Linked DNA regions of Lactuca sativa: region 2 is linked to region 1. Evidence: chromatin contacts called from public Hi-C data. All regions are on one chromosome and are shown on one strand. Each heading gives the region's core, a stretch centred on a gene start, on an enhancer-like site or on the middle of the called end of the contact. The rest is flanking DNA. Distances are from core to core; before and after follow the strand shown.

What was found. Hi-C and Micro-C count contacts between places; a contact is called where the count stands out from the background.
Region 2: a Hi-C map of leaf shows a contact between it and region 1, with 7 times the contacts expected there. The contact joins the promoter of LOC111911418 here to the promoter of LOC111911417 in region 1. A contact is called at or near these places in 3 of 4 Hi-C or Micro-C datasets (leaf and seed).

What each region holds. Positions count from the first base shown.
Region 1 is chr6:168,279,733-168,287,402 of Lsat_Salinas_v11, reverse strand. It overlaps LOC111911417 (60S ribosomal protein L37a), which reads left to right and starts at 3,614. Exons shown (of 5, transcript XM_023907197.3): 1 at 3,614-3,725; 2 at 4,474-4,513; 3 at 4,643-4,731; 4 at 4,835-4,917; 5 at 5,015-5,242. The coding sequence starts at 3,723. The coding sequence ends at 5,078.
Region 2 is chr6:168,430,872-168,438,541 of Lsat_Salinas_v11, reverse strand. It overlaps LOC111911418 (probable serine/threonine-protein kinase PBL19), which reads right to left and starts at 4,480. Exons shown (of 4, transcript XM_023907198.3): 1 at 3,854-4,480; 2 at 3,298-3,558; 3 at 3,067-3,189; 4 at 2,279-2,911. The coding sequence starts at 4,201. The coding sequence ends at 2,471.

The DNA.
Region 1 (7,670 bases), core at 2,365-4,864:
CTATACCCCAAACACATACGAATGTATTGCATTCCAAATCAGGACAGTAGAAGACTTGGAACACAAAGATTTGCCAAGCACTTGGTTTAATTGCATAGAAACATAGTATAAGGCATCTCCTAGTAACTTTTACTGTCAAGGCAGGTGCATCTCAATCTATAGGGCTTGCTCACTGAAACACTCAACTCGTGTATGCACTCATTTCACATGATGCGTGAACTCACTCCTATCAAAGAATCTACACTTCTTATTTAAGGTGGAGGGCACTCGGCGTCGGTAAGGCATATCCCATTCTTCTTAGTTTTCTCCTCATGCTCTTCAATGGCTTATGGTTGCACAATCTTCATATCTTCTTCCAAAATTCGTGTCAAGTCTCAGTAATCCATAATAGGAGATAAATCCATAACCATATCAGGAGCGCAAAAGAAATATACAACAACAAATATAAAAAATAGAACCACATAATCATAATTGTTGGCTTCAAAATAAACTTCAAATGTTAAACAAGCCAACAAAATCAAACACAACCGAATTTCCTATAAAATATCATCATGAAAAATCTGGAAAGGATTGGTTCGGTTCTCTCTCTCTAGCCCTCGATGAAATTTCGAACTTTCAGAGCTAAATTGAAGAAATGAAGAAAATTGGAGATTGGCTATCTTACAGTTCATTACACGGCCCGTGCTTTGGCAAGGCATACGTTACGCGGCCACGCTTTGGAAGTATTTCAGCACATCAGAGTCATTACACGGCCATGTAATGACAAGGCACATGTTACACGGGTCGTGTAACGTGATCTGATGGAATTTAAAAACCTTAACTTCCGATTTATCTACGGTTTTTGGGACATTCAGAGGGAACTTCGACTTGGAACTTCAAGGGGGCGATTTTGGGGAGTTTATATCATAATCTAACACTCTAGAAACACTTTAATTTGCTTTTTGTAAGTCAATTTGAAGTTTAGACTTGTTTGATTTGTAGTTTAACCTAGACATGTGTGGTTGATTTCATTATCATTTCCGAATTTGAATTCTTAAGTATGTGTTGTTAGGTTGTAATTTGAACTTGATTTGTGTTTAACATCTAGTAATCTTTGATTTGATCTTAATCATGTGTTTGGTATATTCTCTTTTTCACTTGATTAATGAACTAGGGTTTTTATCAATCTAGTTAATCAAATTGTAAAATTCGTATATGTTTTATGATTTAATGTTAGTAACATGCACTTAATTGATTGTAATTAAATCAAAATGAGTGTAATCAAAGATTAAATGTTCATAATCCCAAGCTTATGAGGAATATTGAATATTGTTGGTAATTGTTGCAAGAACTTAAAGTCATTTAATGATTTGATGAAAGAGCTTATCTGAATTAAATCAATTAAATGAAGTTTCATTTGAAGAACATGTTTTGAATAAAACATCTTTTGTCAACTTGGATATGAGAGTTTATTAATATCTAAATTACCAACCTAGATTGAACATGAGATATAATCATATTACATCTTTCAACACAATACATGTATATGAATCAAAATCGGAAATGTACTTCTATTACTGCGTTTTGTTAACAATCTTGTTTATTTATGAAGTTTAAATCTAGTTCAAACACAATCCACCATTTTAATATTATTTGTATTATGTGTGAAAATATGGCAAGATAAAAGTCATGTATTCCTGTGGACCGACCCTGCTTACTCTATACTATCTTTAGTATAAGAAAGAGCTTTATTAATATTATTTTATCCCATTATTTGTTGGTTTGACAGCCAAACACAACCCCTTACCAAGGCGAGTTACAGAATCGGAGTACTTCCCGATCGGCTCCATACTGAGGCGGGCAGTGTTGTAAAACTCGGACAACTCGGTGATTAATATGTATAATATACTTAATGATTTATTATCTAACACACACATGTGATTATTACTATATATATATATATATATATATATATATATATATATATATATATATATATATATATATATATATATATATATTAAAATTTCATTAATTATTCACGACGTTACAACTTCGCTAAAACTTTTGAAATCTAGGGGAAAATCGAGCTAAAATCTCAAAGAAACGCAGAGAAAATTGGAAAGGCATAAGGAATGAAGTGGGGCTACAACTGCTATTTATAACTGGATTTTGATCATGCGTGTTACGCCTTTCAAGGTGCGCTTCATGCGCTTAAGGCTACGTCTCCCCAACCGTTGTGTCATGTGTCATCTTCTCTGTGGTCCGTGTTGCCACCTTCTAGAAGCGTGCACCGCACAAGTAAAAAATTTTGTAAATTCTGTAACTTCTTCATATGAACTTCGTTTTCGACGTTCTTTATATTCACACATAGCTATCGACAAGATCTACAACCTTCATTTAGACATCTTCAGATAGTTCTCGCTTTACTTTTAAAGTTATATTTTTATAAGCTTAGATTGATAAAGTCCGTATAAAAATCATAACTCTCTCATTAGATATCAGTTATCGACTGTCTTTATATCGACAAATATATATTAACGAGATCTTCAATTCTCGTTTAGATTGTTCTGACTAACAATCGACCGTTCTTAATTTTGGGTTCTATGTTGTATACTATTGCGCTGAAACTTCTAAAAATCATAACTTTCTTACATGAAGTCGGATTTGAAAGTTTTCTATATGCAAGTTCTCACGTTTACGATTCCTACAACTTTCGTGTGGTCATCTATAAAAACATTTGTTTATCATCGTGATGAATAATTATTCTATTATTCTTTAATCATCTAGTCTTATCTTACGAACGTTACATCGGATCAGTTCAACGTATTCCATATTTGTTCTAAATAGGTTTGAAAGTATTTTTTTTATGTTATAATTTTAGCTGGTCTAGTACATACATATACCCACATCTACTCATATAAAAGCTTAAAAACAACAAATTTTTTAAGGAAAATGACTTATATCTGTAATTGCATCAATTTATACAACAAAACAAAAATTCCTTATTTTTAACATATATTCGCAGATAAAAACATATAATCATACAAAGAATCGAAACATACCCACATAAAATGTATTTCTTCACTGCTAGAAGAAGACATTCTTTGAAGTTGATTTAGTCCGAAATAGTGAGTTTGAAATGAGGTCCGAAACAATGAGTCCGTAAGAATGATCCGAGACAGTAATATATAATAGACCACATTATCGGGTCAGACCATTTTATCCGTTTATCTGTTTCAGAATTTGAGTCAAGAATGAGTTCTAGACCGAATGCCCATTTTTCAAAAATAATTTTAAAGTAGTTATTTTTTAAAAAACCATAAAAAAATAGTTAGATTATTTAATTTATTATTATTATTTTATAGTAATTATCAATAATATAAATATTTTATAGTTAATATAACCATAAAAAATAATCAGATTACTTAATTTCTTAATATTAATAGTATAATTATTTTCAAACATATACATAATTTAACCTTGTTCAATACGAATATTTAAAATAAAAAAAAAAAAAAAAAAAGTATAGTATAATAATTAGATAACACTAAATAGAATCACACTATTGGGTTAGGCCCAATATCATTTATCGTAAACAAGAAAAGCCCAATCGTTTTCACAATACGTGCTTGATTCTGTCCACTATAAATCGTGATTAATGAAGAATTTAGGGTTCAGCTCTTTATCGCCGTGCTTTGTTTCTCTGCAAGTTTCGAACATTCCTCATCCGATCTTCAGAAATGGTATAGTCTATCTTGAACATCATTATCTAGCAATAGCAAGTAAATCGTTTATTTTGATTTCACTGTTTCAGAACATTATAGCATAGTCATTTTTGTTGTTCATCAATCGAATCAGAGCATGCCTATTAGTGTTTCGCGTTTTTCTCTTAGATTTGCACGTACTCCATCTACTCCCAAATAGTCTTCTGTAAAATCCACACGCTTTTATACAAATTAATGAATTATAATTAAGTATTAGATGTTCCATTTCTTTGTATGCTCAAGGATCAATTCCGCTGTTCCGATGATGCAATTCTTTCTAAAGATTTGCAATCTTACCTTGAGTTCGTTAGCATATGCGGTTGATTTAGCAATTCTAAGTTCTAACTAATCAAAGCGGCATGGAATGCATAACACGTCCAAAGTTGGGATTTTTTTAGAATGCTATTCTCAGAAGCTTATAAAATTGTTCAAATTTCGATTGCAAGTAACCACTTTAAACATCATGCGTACCACACATAAGACATTTTTGGTATTAGGATCAGTCGTCATCTGATGAGTATTATAGCTTTGTAGATAAAAATCCAAGTCTTCAAATTTGAAATCTTCATTGGTAATGAAGGGAGTGATTACCAAAATTCACGACCTCCTTAGCATCTGTTCTTTATTGTTAAAAATTTTCAAATACATTACTTTCTAACTTCAGTTATTAACTTAAATTTGTAAACTAAATACTAATTTTATATTCATCATTCAATTTAATTTGCAGACAAAGAGGACAAAGAAGGCCGGCATTGTCGGAAAGTATGGTAAGTATCATGTTTTTGCTACAAAGTTCCTAATATGATAGAAATTATCTATATAAATATTTTTTGTTGTTAAATTACAAAAAATGAAAATATTTTACTTAAATATTGTTTTTTAATTTTCTTTTTCAGGTACCCGTTATGGTGCTAGTCTGCGTAAACAGATCAAGAAAATGGAAGTCAGCCAGCACAGCAAGTATTTCTGTGAGTTTTGTGGGAAGGTAAATCATCTACTTTTGGATTTTTATAATAATTTGTATTTTTTGCAAAATGTTTGTTGCTTATGTGAAAATATTTTGTATTTGTTTTGAAATGGTGAAACAGTATGCTGTGAAGAGAAAGGCAGTTGGAATCTGGGGTTGCAAGGATTGTGGGAAAGTGAAAGCAGGGGGTGCATACACATTGAAGTAATAATTTTTTTTATATTTTCTTTGTTTCTTTGATTTATATTTTAATGTTTTTAATTCACTGATAATTTTGTTTTTTGTTTTTGAATGATAATAGTACTGCAAGTGCTGTTACAGTTAGGAGCACAATTCGAAGGCTGAGGGAGCAAACTGAGAGTTAAGTAGAAGGTTCATCAATGTTAAGGTCTTTCATTTACCCTTTTATTGTATTAGATCCTGAGAGAGTTTTGTTGAGTTATTCATGACATGTATTTTGTTTCAAGTATTTTGGTTTTATAAATCATGCAAAGACATTTAGAGTTTTGGATGTGGATTTTGCATTTCATATCTAGATGTTTTTGTTTTTTTTAATTATTATTCATAGCATTTAGAATTGTATCTTTGGAGTGTTTGGCTTGTGGAGTCTGGCGTACATGTTTTGGTTTTCAGTTTGTTCATTTTGGTTGAAGTCATATCAGACTCGATGTTTGATAGATGTTTGGGTTATCCAGCATTTTTTAGTGATAAGTGGAAGCAATTGAGCTGAGTTGGTTTTTTATTATATATTTTAAGACTAAAATAGCTTTTTTCTATGAGCAAAGTAATTTATTATGTGTAAAATAAAAACATGTTCAGTGGTCACTAATATGGTAGACCCCAAATCTTAGAATCCATTCTTTGTAAAATAATTTGCAACACCTAAGTGCATCTTTATTTGATCTAAATTTATAAATTTAACGACAAAATTACAAATTTGATCTTTGTGGCTTGTCTAAAAAGTTTTGGACTTGCACCTGTTGTCTAAAATAAGTTTTTTGTTTTGTTTTTTTGTCCATTTCTATTTTGAATGTGTTTGAAATGACAAATAACAACATATTGAATGTGTCCATACTTTTTCATTAGAAACCACCATTGCTATCGAAGCACGAGTTACTGCCGTTCATCTAAACGGCATCAGACTATACAGTTGTACCCCACCAAATACCGTTTGAAAACTAGACGCACTCAAAATCCTCAGCCTCCGATACAATTTTCTCATCGAGAATCTTCCTTTTGATATTACGTCTAATCTTTCTCTTCAATCTATCTACTTGCGACACAATAACTTCACTGATAGCATTCCTCTTCCTCTTTCCCTTTAAATAACTGTTATAGATCTCTTCTTTAATTCATTCTCAAGCGTCGATCTGATGTTAATCTAACCAGCTTATGATTCCAATTTCTTGAAGGGATGGTGATGCTCTAGTCTTCTCAGTCGAAAGACTCGATCTCTGACTAACAGTCGCCAAAAGCCTAAGACATAGAAGCACTTTAAATACCTCAGTTGCCGGAACCCTCAGTCGACTAACCACAAATAGCTTCGATCACCGACTAACAGATCCGTTCTTACTTCTTAGTCCCAGTCTTGTCGCCGGTCTCCGGTGGTGGTAGTGGCGGTGATATCTTCTGATGGTGACGACGGAAACCGGTGGTGATGGTATTTCAAATGACAAGAGAGAGAGAGAGAGAGAGAATTTTTAAGTTTTTTTTTTTTTAAATTGTTATAAATAAAAAAAATGAAAAACACAAAACTATCAGGCAAATATCATTTGAAATAATTTCAAAATTTTTTTTAGACCGAAGTTTTAGTTTTTGACAAATCATAGAATCAAATTTAGAACTTTGTTAAGTTTAAATAAATGAATTAATAAGGCCCAACAGTGTAAATGATCCACTCTTCTAAATTTATTAACATTAATGTCATACTTATTGACTTTTCTCTTCTCCGCTCTTTTACATGTTATTTCGTCTCATCCCACAACAATTTTTATTAGAGAAAATTGCAAATTTAGTTTTTTTACTAATTACTTTGCAGATAATAGTAAAAAAAAAAACAAAAGTTACAAAAATAGCAACTAAATCGCAGATTAAATCCATTTACGATTTGACCTTCCTATCTACGAACATACAAACTGTTAAAGCATGGTTGTTCATCAGGTACTTGTACATTCGCAGATGGATTAGTCTAATCCATCTTGTGATTTTGCCATTTTTAGGATATAAATACCTTTTTTTTTTGGAACACCCATTTTTTTTTTGTTGGAGAAAACTCTCTCAAGGAGCTATAGTCGATTTTATACTCTTTTGAAAACATGGTGATCATGTGTTGGTCCTATGTAGTTGCATGTGATATATATCTAACTAAATATTTGATTTATAAATTCAAGTGTTTTAGTAGAAAATTTAATTTTAAATATAGGGTGATACAGTTTATCTTTATTCATAATAATAATAACTTCAAAAGTTAAAATTGCTCATAGCTCCCTCAAAGAGAGTTTTCCCCAACAAAAATCAAGAAAAATGAGTGCTTCAAAAAAAATTATGTATTTATATGTAGAAAAAGACAAAATCGCAAGTGGTAGCAATTGGACTAATCCATTTGCGAACGTACAAGTCCCTGATGCACAACCATGCTTTAGCAGCTTGTATATTCGCAGATAGAAAGGTCAAATTACATACATACTTAATTCATCTGCTATTTTAGTGGTTATTTTTGTAACTTTAGGTTTTTTGACTATTATCTGCAAAGTAATTAGCACAAAATGGTAATTTTACAATTTTCTCTTTTTCTTATATATCTTGGGTCTTGATTCGTTCGGTTTAATTTAAAAAAAAAAAACAAACATACACTAATTTAAAACAAAATTAAATAATTTTTTTTTAAAATAATAACATTTTATTGTAAAACTACTACAACAAAACATAAATTAAATCCTAAAACAATAATAAACAAA
Region 2 (7,670 bases), core at 3,231-5,730, 150 kb before region 1:
AAATAGAAAATATAATGAATTTTTTACCCCAAACAGACTTTATACAAAAGAATTATAAATGTTCAAATCTAAGGAAAAAAAACAATATTTTCATCGACCACAAATGTGAAATCTAAGTGGATTTTCGCAGTCAATAGAGACTTTTTAAGTAGTCAAGGCCCCAACATCATTTTGGCAAAAAAAAAAAACATTTTCATAAATGAGCAAGATTTTTGTAGATGGTCATTTGTGAAAATCATGATTATTCGGGTCAATTCCTGTTTTTGTAGCTATTTTTTGATAAATACTTCTAAAAATGGTTTTTATGGTCGTTTTCTTTTAATATATTTTATTGTTTACTAAATTACAGTTGATTAAAAATCAAATATTTTTTTAGAAGAACTTAGAAAAAAATGTATTTTAATTAACATAGGCAAAGTTAAGAATGTTAAGAAAAATAAAACAAAATGTTAAGTATTTTCAATCAAATCCAACTTATTTTAACTACACATAGCAAATGAAAGGATGTAAAAATACAATCACAATGTATTTAAATCTATTACTAAATCTAGACATACAAATAAAAAGATGTAAAATTAAAATTGTGTAGAGTTAGCTTAGAATACAACTACAGAAACCATTTCAACCTAGTTGCATATTTGGGCAATTTAGTTATTCATGTCACCAAACTACCTTAATGGTCATCATTAAATGAGTATGATTAAGAAAACCATGTAACCATAGGAACGAGAAATGTAATTTTGTCAAAAGTAATAAAAAAATAAAAATTAAATGTCAATTTAGTCATTTTATGTATGTTAACCGTTAACAACGAAACTGAAAATAATATAATATAATAAAAAAAAATTGTCGGTGTTAAAACAAAAAAAAAAAAAAAAAAAAAAAAAAAAAAAAAAAGATTAAATAGAAAACTACAAAACCATAAAGGTGTTGAAACTGAAAAAAAAAAACCGATTAGATTAGAAAAATCAAAACCTACAAAACCATGGGGTATATGAGAAAAAACGAATAGATTAAAAAAAAACTACAAAGCCATAAAGGTGTTTGAAACTACAAAAAACGATTAGATTAGAAAAAACAAAACCTACAAAACCATAGGGTATATGAACTCCACACATTTACACTTTGTAAACACATATTTCCACCTTGTAAACATGTATTCTTGATCCCATTTAATAATTTTATAAGAGAATAATGTTTGAGGGTAGGAACAATGAATTTCTTTCCTCAATACAAACAACCCAACGTGAATTTCATTTCATTTTTTCTTTTTTAAAACGACAAAGTAATTAGGTGTTAATATTAATACTTCAATTTTTGTTAGCACCTGACTTTCCGTTGGCATGTCATTTCAAATTATATGAAATGAATAATTTAAAAAAATAATAAATTATTATTGGTGTATGAATTATATTTAAGTGTTGTAAAACTAAAATTATTTAAATATTCGCATTACAAAACTCTTTTAAGTTTAAATATTCACTATATTTATATTTCAATTTATTTTAGCATCCATGCAAACGTTAAAAAACGAACATTCTATTTCTTGCACACTACATATTTGGTCCATATTTTTGTTTTAATATTTTATAGATGTGATCTGCAAACTATATTTCTTTTACCTTTTAAAATCAAACAATGCCTAAGTGGTTCATATATGTAATTGTACACTACAAAGGTTGATACAACAAACATCCATCGATTAAATGCTATAACTAGATTTTTACGCATGACAAACATGTTTAAAACTCATCTTATGAGTCTTGGACATTTTCTTAACCTAGTTGTCAAGATTAACTTATTAACCGGAAAAATGAAGGTTAATACGGCTAAATATGTGTTTATAAGATCACCTATCGTTCCATCTTCTAAAGATTTTTGAGGTTAGATGTTGAAATAGGTGGTCACCCATAAGAGTGTTTGAAAATGACTTTCAAATGAAAGGCCCAACAACTGTTGCATACCTTATATAATTACCTAACAAACGATAACGAAACTCAAATTTTTGGATATTTTCGCAGTTGGTGGTCCATGTTGCCTTTTCAAGGAAAGTTGCATCATTTTGATATACCGATTAAATAATTGTGGTCATTTTGTTGATTATTCAATTTTTTTAGTTTAGTCATTGTCGACGTTTCATATTTATCTATGATTCTTAAACTGTTAGAAGGTTTATCTATGGTTCTTATACCGTCAAAAAGTATAAACCTGGTCATATTGGTCAAATCTAAACATTAACATAAAGACCATAAAATATATATAAATAATTGATTTAAAAAAAAAAAAATCAAATCTTTTTCACGACTCTATGTACCCCATACGTCTATACCCATATTATATATAAGGGAAAAAAAACAATAAACAATAAACTCATCTAGTCATCTACCTAAATACGATACAAAACCATTCATGATTCAACCCTCAACAAAAATTTAAAAATATCAACAATCACAATCATCTTCATTCTTCCCTAACCAACATGAACTGTTCTTCGTGTAGACGGCTCTGGTAACGGTAACGGACTCGGTACTGAACTTGGACTTCTGATATCATCTTCTGACTCTCTAATCGCGTCCTGTAACACATCAACTATCTGACTCATCGCGGGTCGATCTTCCGGATTCTTCCGCAAACAACTGTCCGCCAATTTTGCAACTTTCCGAGCCGCACTAAGCGAATATTGATTGTTTAAACGCGGATCCATTATCATCCGGAACCTTTTGCTATCTGCTGGGAACTGTTTGACCCATTCGATAAGTTTTTGTTCGGATTGTGGTAGGAGTCTATCAATCGCCTTTCTACCCGATAAAATCTCGTATAATACAACTCCGAAACTCCATAAGTCGCTATTTGACTTTAGATGACCCGTTTCCACGTATTCTGGGGCAGCGTATCCGTATGTCCCAACAGGCTGGAAATGACAATAAGTTAGGATCAAAGATTTTATTCATCTCTCTCTTCAATGGAGATAAACTCTATCTAACATGGCTGACTCTATTTAATTATTTATGTTGGAGAGAGAAAAATGTAGGAGTCGTGAAATAAATACAAATACAAATTACTCACCGTTGTGGATACGTGAGTCCGGTCTCCTTGTGGTCCTTCTCTCGCAAGCCCAAAATCCGAAAGTTTTGGGTTGAAGTTTTCATCCAACAACACATTTGCGGACTTGAAATCGCGAAATATCACCTAAATTAATTCCCAAAACATTAGTTTGAATTATGAACTATAATTTAAAAATGTCATAAGATGTGTACTTTTAAATATTAGGATACGTTGTGTAAGATATATATATACCTGGATTTCCAAACCCTCGTGAAGATAAGCTAGACCTTGGGCTGCACCAAGGAGGATTTGTAGCCTTTTTTTCCATGGAATTGGTGGATATGCTCTGCTAAAGAGATGAGATTCTAAGCTTTTGTTTGGCATATACTCGTAGACTAATAGTCTTTGTATTCCCCTTTCACCATCTACTGAGCAGTATCCCAAAAGCTTTACAAGGTTAGGGTGTTCAACAACACCAAGAAACTGAACTTCTGCTAACCATTCTTTATGCCCCTACACATCATATAACCAAAAAAATCTATAAATTTTGGGAAGATAAATCATCATTTTCTTGTTTTATGTTTCTAACAATTTGATCTTAATGTAATTTCAAAGTTTAAGCAAGTCTTATAAATCTTGAAGTTGGAAGCAAGTCAATTGTGGAATCTAATTCCTAAACCATCGATTCCCACGTGTATAAACAAGATTAAACAAATCAAATTTGAGAATATATTCTTGAATGAATATAGAGATTATAAAAATTAAAAAACAAAACCAGTAGATCCGGAGAGAATTTTCAATGGAATACCTGCATCCCATTTCTGTTGAGTTTCTTAATTGCAACCACAAGAGGCTCGCCTTGATCATCAGGAGGTTTAATTGACCCTTTATACACACTTCCGAATCCACCTTCTCCGATCTTTAACATCCTATTGAAATTATTAGTAGCATTTCTGAGCTCTGAAAACGAAAACTTTCTCAAATTATGTTCTTTTTCTCTGTACAATTCCGGTATGCTTCTTGGTGAAACGATTGACCCTGTCGACTTTACTAATCTTGTAGCTGGTTTCGTTGATTGGTTTTGCTCCCGGAGCTCTGGTGAAGATTTCCCTCTTCTTTTCGTTCCGGAACTGAAAATATTGAAACACTTCATCATTGGGAAGAAACCAAGAACCCTAAATGGTGAAGTGAGAAAACAGAGATGAAATTGAAGGGAATTGAAGGAGATTGGAAACGAAAAAAAGCCAGGTGAGGAAGATGAAGATCATGGAATTGTTTGGGTTATTTTGTGTGTTGTGAACAAAGAAGTGGTTGATGATAGGAATGGGAGTAAAATGGTTTCACAAGACACCACCAAAAAGAAGACAATTTGACCAAGCAATTAATTGAAACTTGAAAGGAATTCAAAGGAAGTTTCGTATGGATGCCAAACTATCCCACTGCTGAGAGATCCTTATTTCTAACAACAACGTAAGAGGTTTTGCTTTCATAAAAAAACCGCAATTTTATAAACAATTTAATTAATAACTAAATACTTAAAGGGATAATGACTTGAAAGGGTAACGAACTTTCGACTTTTGTCACATTTAGTCACTAAACTTTTTTTCGTTGTCTATTTGCCACTAAACTATTGAAACTGTTCACATTTTACCCTTATGACCGGCTGTTACCGGTCATAAGGGTAAAATGTGAACAGTTTCAATAGTTTAGTGGCAAATAGATAATGAAAAAAAAGTTTAGTGACTAAATGTGAACAAAATCGAAAGTTCGTTTCCCTCTAAAAAGTTCAATGACTAAATGTGAACAAACTTCCTATTGTATTATGTTTTAGCAAAATTATTTATTTTTGTTTAATTGTAGCAACATTTGTTGATGAAGAAATCTATGAAATAAAAAAACAAAATGTAACATCCGGATTTCCAGGTATCATCATTTAAGTATTTTTCTTTTGAGTTAAGAAGAGAGACTCGACGAGTTGACGCCTCAACTCGTCGAGTAAGGTCGCGACTGATGACTCGGATTAATGAATGGACTCAACGAGTCGGTGAGGCGACTCAACGAGTCCACGTTGTTGGCAGAAACCCTAAATCTTTGGGCCCGAGCCATATTTAAAGGCACTTATGGCCTTCAATTGCGACTACCATTCCCATAAGTGAGAACCCTAGCGAGCTTGAGTGTGTAGAGTGAGAGGAAGAGCTATCTTGAGCTTTTTGGTGTGATAGATCTGGACCCTTCTAGGTTCAGAGAGCCGAGAATATGAAGCTTTAGTAGAGTAAACCTTGGGGTTCGAAGTTAGGAAGCATTTATGGGATTTTTATGGTATATATAGTTACTTTCATCTTACACATAGATATGAAGTATTTTATATAAATTACGTGCTATGTGTGCATATTATTTGAATATTTGCTGTCTATGCTAGATGAACGATTTTATACATGTTTTAAAAGATTTAAACGGTATATTTATTTTATATCTACAAATATATTGCGGATGAAACATGGATAGATGAAATAGTTGGTGTGTGATGAAATAAAATGATGAGAGATAAGTGATGATAGAAAGGTGGTGATAATTAGGTAAACAGATGACGATGAATATGTGATGTAGGATGAAAGGAGATACCATAACCTTAACCAACAATGTGGCGATGTAGTCATCTACCAGAGTATAGATGACGACCACGGACTATTCTAGACAACCCAGTGGAAACACCAGCAGGCTCATAACCTGTAGGTGATGAATTACGAGTTCAGAAGATGTTGTAACTACGTATTCATGCGATGATACTCTAACCCCTTACTATGAATTACGAGTTCAAACGATGTTGTAACTACATATTCATGGGATGTCACAAATTTCGCATGTCAAACCAATGGTCATAATTCACATCAGTGAGAATGGTTCATTTTTTTGTAAAACCAAAATCAGATTGGAAATTTTGATTTTTTATTTTGGAAAATGTCAAACCATTGGTTTTTTATTTTGGTTTTAGTTTTTTGTTTTTTTTTTTAAATATATTTTCAGGGTTTTGTTTTGTTTTTTTCTTATTTCATAGATTTTTTCATCAACAAATGTTGTTACAATTTAACAAAAATAAATAATTTGCTAAAACATAATACAAGAGGAGGTTTGTTCACATTTAGTCATTGAACTTTTTAGAGGGAAACGAACTTTCGATTTTGTTCATATTTAGTCACTAAACTTTTTTTCGTTATCTATTTGCCATTGAACTATTGAAACTGTTCACATTTTACCCTTATGACCGGCTGTTAGCCGGTCATAAGGGTAAAATGTGAACAGTTTCAATAGTTCAATGGCAAATAGATAACGAAAAAAAGTTTAGTGACTAAATGTGACAAAAGTCAAAAGTTCGTTACCCTTTCAAGTCATTATCCCATACTTAAAACACACTTTCATAACATAAATCTATGATATAGTAATGGAGCTTAAGTGTTAGTCAATTAAATGCATAAGTGCTTTTTGACCTAAAAAACATAAGATAGTAAAAGAAATCGTAGTGTTCCAACTTCCGGTATTATAATATGATATCATGAATATGTTTTAATTAGCAAATAAATAAAATATATTTAAAATTACAATACATTTAAATAGTAATGAAATATGATTAAAATATAAGAACTTAAATATACAAATCATAAAAATATGTATATTAACTGGTTAATAAAAAAAATCAAATAAGCTATATTTTCTAATAACAATAAATAATTAATAAAAAATCAATAGTAATAAAGCTATAAACACTAAAAATCTCTATTAAATACTATACTTTTATGAATAAAAATTTATTTTTATAGACAACACTCATATATATGTGATTTATTTTAAAAATCTTTGTCTTTATTTTAAATCGACGACTCAATTTAAAATTAGATTGTATAACTTATCGTTCTCAAACAAATTATGGATTCTGTGTTCTTTTTTTTTCTTAAAGGGAAATTTTCTTTTTCAGCATAATTGATAGTTTTTAAATTCTTTTGTCCATATACACAAAGTCATAATAAACTGTATTAAGATTTAAGAGGGCAAAATAGGGATTTACATTGAGGATCGACATCCATCATACGTCATCTTTGGGAACAACACCGCTAGGACCAACGTCATTGCTATTGTCACCATATTAATTATATATATGTTTCTTTTATGAAATGGGACACATTGAAAAAGTAATGCACTTTAAAAATATTTTTAATAAATATTATTTTAAATTTAATAATAGCATATTAGCATTGCAATTAATAATAATAATAATAATTGCTATTCTTATGTTCAAGGCGCATATTAGTGGGACACATTGAAAAATAGTTCGCCGTATATTCATTTCATTTTATATGTTTGGTTGCTTAGTTTTTATTCTTTTCGTTTCACGTGCTACAAAAAGTTTAGACGTTGGACTTTGAACTATTTTGACACTTTAGAGTTTAGACGCTTAAATGCTTTTAAAATTCAGAACGATACATATAAATTTATAATTTACATGACATTGTTTTGTCGGTTTGGATGTATGCATCTAACATTATTATTGTACAATCTTTTATAGTTTTATTATACAGTTTAGACCCATGACTTAGTTAGGTTTGGCATTGTTGAAGTAGAGATAAAAAGGC